2 separate regions of the Zea mays genome follow, and region 1 is linked to region 2. Evidence: chromatin contacts called from public Hi-C data. All regions are on one chromosome and are shown on one strand. Each heading gives the region's core, a stretch centred on a gene start, on an enhancer-like site or on the middle of the called end of the contact. The rest is flanking DNA. Distances are from core to core; before and after follow the strand shown. Region 1 holds the start of LOC100280182 (Putative DUF1296 domain containing family protein). Region 2 holds the start of LOC103635377 (GATA transcription factor 15).

What was found. A called contact is a pair of places that touch in the nucleus more often than the background predicts.
Region 1: a Hi-C map of ear shows a contact between it and region 2, with 1.9 times the contacts expected there. The contact joins the promoter of LOC100280182 here to the promoter of LOC103635377 in region 2. A contact is called at or near these places in 3 of 25 Hi-C or Micro-C datasets (bundle sheath, ear and leaf).

What each region holds. Positions count from the first base shown.
Region 1 is chr8:75,926,547-75,929,246 of Zm-B73-REFERENCE-NAM-5.0, reverse strand. LOC100280182 (Putative DUF1296 domain containing family protein) reads right to left here and starts at 1,285. Exons shown (of 10, transcript NM_001153114.1): 1 at 903-1,285. The coding sequence starts at 1,107.
Region 2 is chr8:75,289,957-75,292,656 of Zm-B73-REFERENCE-NAM-5.0, reverse strand. LOC103635377 (GATA transcription factor 15) reads left to right here and starts at 1,425. Exons shown (of 2, transcript XM_008657842.2): 1 at 1,425-1,952; 2 at 2,303-2,587. The coding sequence starts at 1,425. The coding sequence ends at 2,587.

The sequences.
Region 1 (2,700 bases), core at 36-2,535, 640 kb before region 2:
AATGGTAAGCAATACATGAGTGAGCTTAAACACGTCCTAAACTCCTAATGCTGAAGACAAAGGCATGTTTATGCTAGGCGCAACAGTTTCAGTCTATATGATATTCAATCCAACATATGGACCAGGTATCATGATCCTGCAACACAGCTGAATTACAATGGAATAGTAATCAGGACTTATGTAGGGAAATGACCCCCCCCCCCCCCCCCCCTCTTCATCTCTATTATTACACCATATGGGTGGCACAATCTGTTGCAAAAAACACATCCGTAAATGCACAAAAAAAGTTGCTCGTTGAGAAAAAAGTGTTCTCTCATCTCTATCTCTTCTCTACTATATTTAAGTGTGAATTTTTCACGCATCGTCCCCCATGGAAGAGGTTTGAACCCTGCACTTCTTGATGCAAGGCAAGAAACTTTAACCACTTCAGCTCACAACTGTTTTGTGCTATACAAATGAGAGATATAGTAAACATATAGGTATACTAATAAATTGAAAATAAAAAACATAATCAGGTTTGAATAAATATCTCATTTGAACAAAGTCTACCGTAGCAATATACGGGCAACTAACTAGTCTGAATTAAAAAGTTTAAAACTACCCACCATGCTTCACAGCCACGTTGAACCTAAAACTGGCAAGCAAATACAAGTCACAACGTACAGCATCCGCAGAACCAGACCGGATTGGCAAGCAATTCAACAGCAACCGTCCAAAATGGGGGTTACGACTTATACGACACAGACCGCGCATATCAGCGCGGCGCCAAATCACCGTGCTAAGGTGGGGAAAATCAAACCCTAACGGGCATCGCACGACAACGTCCACACTAAACAGTTGGAGCCCGCGAGGACAGAGCTAGAGCGAGGAGAGAGAGACAGGCAGCGTGTATATACCCTTACCCTGGGAGATGAGCCTCTCTACGGCTATGTCGGGGTCCATGCCGCAGTCGCAGAGGGTGGCGTAGATCTCGCCCTCCGAGCGGTCGGCCAGGATCCCCTTGAGGCTCTGCACCATCTTCCTGGAAGCAGCCGGGACCGCCGCCGCATCCGCATCCGCCCCGTCCGACGCCGCATAGGAAGGCTGCCTCCCGCCGCCGCCCCTCATGGCGCTCCCGCTCCCGCCGCAGCAGCCACCACAGGCGCCTCAGCCGGCTCCTCCTCCTCCTCCTCGAACCGGGGCGGCGACGAGCTGCGGTCGCGTCGCCGCTGCGCGCGGTGTGCGGAGCAGCAAAACCCTCGTCGCCGCCGCCTCGCTCCCCACACCCCACGCACCGCGTATTGCCTCTCAGCGGCTCAGCCACGCACGCACCGAGAGCGAGAGGGCCGGCCTCGTGTACGAGGCACGAGCTCAGCTAATAATAAACGGCCGGGAACGGGAGATGCGGTTTCCTGTCCTGCGCTGCAAAAAGAAAGAGAGTTGAAGAGCACCCTGCTCTTCCGTCTGTCATATGGGTTGCGTTGCGCGAGCTGGCGGCTTGGTGCATCCGGGCAGTTGTCTAGCTAACATGTGGTTTATATTAAAAAGATGTTTGGTTACTTTATACAAATACTTGCTTCCTGAGCTTGTGTGTTTGGTTTGGCTTTTTAACTTTGGTTTTTGCCCTCTAAAAACCAAAAGTCAAACCAAAGGGTCGGATTCAGAATGCAGCTTAATCTAAAAGCTGACTTTCTCGCAATTCAAAACTTAAAGCACCACTAGATCTACTTTTAGTGGCTTTCCGATGTAACTGTAAAAACATATATCGAAGAACTTTTAACGGCTTTTAGTGGTTTTCACCAAACGGTTTTTAGCTTTCTAACAGCTCACACCCGCAACAGCCTTTTTCACAGCTCACAGCCCACAACAGCTTTTTTCAAAGCCACAGCTCAACCAAACAGACCCTTAGTTGTTGCTCCTGCTCTGAGCGCGCTCGCAGTAGCCTAGCCCCGAGAAAATGGACGTGGGTTTCGTTTATCTGGAGTCAGGTCATAGTCATATGTTATACAGTAGATCAGTATAGGACACCAAAAGTATGGATTTGCATATGCTTAGCCTGGATAATTGGTTCTGTATCCAACCAATCAGTCCCTTAATATACATACTACCACAATATTTGTGCATTACGACGGTGCATGATTATATGAATTGTCGAAGTTATGAACCTGTAAATCAAATACTAAGGGTTTGTTTGTGGAATTATATTTTGACTTGATTAAATAATCTAAAAATTTGAACTAAGTGTTATTTAGAAATGTTAGAGTATATGATCCAGTCAGATTATAATCTCAAACAAACACTCCCTAAGCAAACTAGTTAGTTCAAAAGATTGTGATGGTCATCAAGCACCAAAATTAATATAGAAAATGGTTAAACTCTGTTTCCCTTTCAATTTTGCATGTGATGACACATTTATGCTTTAAAATAGTCGCTATATCTGTCTTAATCTATATATGGTTGAATAGTTTGAGATAAAATTTATATTAATTTTTACTTCGATCTACTTCGCAAGAATTAACATAAATACATATGCATCAAAACGAGTTCTTAACTAAGAGCTAGTTTTGCACTGTTATAGTGTTATGTATTTTTCTACCACCAAAAGGGAGATCAGGTGGATTGTTGTTAGGATGTAGGGATGCCTCGTTAGAGCTATCTGTAATTGTAGAAGGGATTATGGACTAGCTCAAGATGATCACAAAGATGCATTCTTGACTGAAC
Region 2 (2,700 bases), core at 176-2,675:
GGGATGGCGAGCACGCACGCGGTGCATTGCATCGATCCGTCGGGTCGGTTGCTGCTGCATCACGTACCGGGGGGCCGGGGCCGGACATCCGTAAAGCTAGTCTAACGGACCTCGCTCGCTCGCTCGCCTCCTCCCGGCCCGTACGTGACGTGTCCATGACACCATGACGTTGCCTGGCCGGCCGTACAACGCCTCCGCTAGCGCTAGGAGGGCCCCCCTGGCCCGAGAGCCGCCGCGGCGCCGCGTACTACGCACCTATATGTCCGGCAACGGCCCCGGTGGTGGTGCTCTGGTGTGGCTGGGACGGGCCTCGACGCGACAGGCGCGGCAGCATCGCGATCCGCGGATTCCGCGCCGGCGTTGTGGTGCGACTAGGAGTAGGAGTAGGAGTACTCGTATACGGCGCGTGGGAGACTGTTCCACGGGTCACGTATCTCCCCTGCTTTTGACCGCCCGGGGCTCGCCACCCAGCCTGCGCCGTCGATGAGTCGCACGTCTCGGCCGCGGCCGGTGACGTGACGCGAGGCAAGGGATGGGGCGTATTAACGTATACGTGGTAGTGGTACACGACCAGGCCCAGCAGGTACGTGGTGCGAGACGCCTGTGCCTGCGCCTGGCTATGCATGCATGGCAACTAGAGGTCTGCGATATGGATGCCTGCCACTGGCGTACTGCCAGGCCTTTCTTTCGCTTGATCTCCGGTCCTGTTGTGTGACGTCTGGACTCTGGAGCAGTCGCTCGTTACGGTTGCCAGACACCGCCAGCCGGACGCCGTCCTCTCCTCCATCTGCCGTCTCTCGTCTCGATTCTCTCCTTTTTCTCGTTTGGGTCTCGTCTACCCTCTCCTACTCTAGGCGATGCTATCCTGCATTAGTATGCTGCTGCTGGGCCCTGCTCCATTGATTCTCCCTACTGCGGTGGCATGTAGTACAGGACTACAGGCACTGCTTGGATACATATAGCCATATAGGGTGAACACTGAACAGCCGCTCCGCTACCGGTCTGCTTTCGAGCAGTCAGCTCATCACGTCGAGCCCGCCTGACTGACCTGACCAGGGCGCGCAGCCCACAGACGTGTACCGCTACTACTCATTGGGTGCTGCCCGCTTCTAGCTACTCCTTCCTTCCTACACTGGCTAGGGCATGCAATGCAACCGAGCCGCGCGCAGGATTCAAAGCATTGGCATTGCCATCGCCATCGGCGAGGGGAGGCGAGCAGATCGGCCTCTGCACAGCGAATCTGATCCTATAAAATCCTAGCTAGCCCTGCCTGCTGACTAGCTGAGCTCCTGCACATCCGCCCACGTCCACCACCCGGGCCCAGTGGATCCAAGTATCCAAGCCAAGTTCAGTTCCGAATCTCCTCTCCTCCTCTCTGCGCCGCGCTCGCTTTAAAGCCCAGCACTGTGGCCTCGTTGCAGACCATGCTTCGCCACTGCACCCACAAGCAGCACAGACACAGCCACCAACAGAGCGTCGTGGCCGCGGCCGCTGCCCCCGCCACCATGGCGGCCGCGTCCCCAGCCTTCTCGCTCTTCTTCCCGCTGCCCAACACCAAGGCCTTCCAGTTCGACGACGACAGCCACAGCTCAGTCACCACCTGCCCCTCGTCCCCGTCCTCCTCCTCTTCCTCCACGGGCACCGTCGACTGCACGCTCTCGCTCGGCACGCCGTCCTCGCGCCGCGCCGCCGCCAAGCCCCGCCCGCCGTGCCTGGCGCTACCGTCTCGCAGCGCCGTGTCGTGCGACGTCGCTGCACCCGCTGACCAGTCCTGCTGCTGCCGCTGCTGCTCCTGCCCGGGCGGCAGACGTCCCTCTCCCGCGGCCGCGAACAAGAGAGCCGCGGCCGCGCACGGGCACGGGCAGGACCCGGCGCCGCTCGTGGACCACCGCTGCGCCAGCTGCGGCACCACGTCCACGCCGCTGTGGAGGAACGGGCCTCGCGGGCCCAAGGTTCGTTTCATCGTTCTTCCATCTCTCCAAGCGAAGCGACGCTGGCTGGAACAAGGTTTCAGCGCTAGCCCAGCATCGTTGCAGCTTTACATGAACCAAAATTGTCACATGTTCACGTGACACACGCGGCGACGCACGACATGAGGCACAGCGTCGTGTCGTCTGCCTCTGCCACTGGCAGTTTTTTTTTTGGACATCCGCTAGCGCTTAAAACCAGCGCGATCTCCCATACGTATAATATGCCAACGGCGACGACACTTTGGTCGTCCTCGTCCCGTCCCATACCCCGCCGTGCGTGCATGCATGCATGCGAGTGCGCTGACTAATGCGTGTATGTGTGCTGCCTGCAGTCCCTGTGCAACGCCTGCGGCATCAGGTTCAGGAAGAAGGAGCGGCGTGCGGCGACGGGGACGACGACGGCTGACATGGACCAGGGCGGGTGCTACTTGGCGCAGCGGGCGCAGTACGGGGCGGCGACGTCTGGTAGGGCGTACTACGGCGGCGGCGACGGCGACATCGCGGACGCCGAAGCAGTGCCGGCGCAGTTCCTTGCATGGCGACCCAGCGTCGTCGAGGCGGCCGAGTTCGCGGCGGTCTGGCCGGAGCCGGCGACCTTGTTCCAGTACATCAACTAGTCCGGTTCGGGGTACGCAAGGCAAGCGCAACGGTTTTGGGGGGGCGTTTTGTTGAACCGTTTTGCACGCGGCCGAATGAACCTGGACGCTTGGAACTGAAACGCATTTGTTTC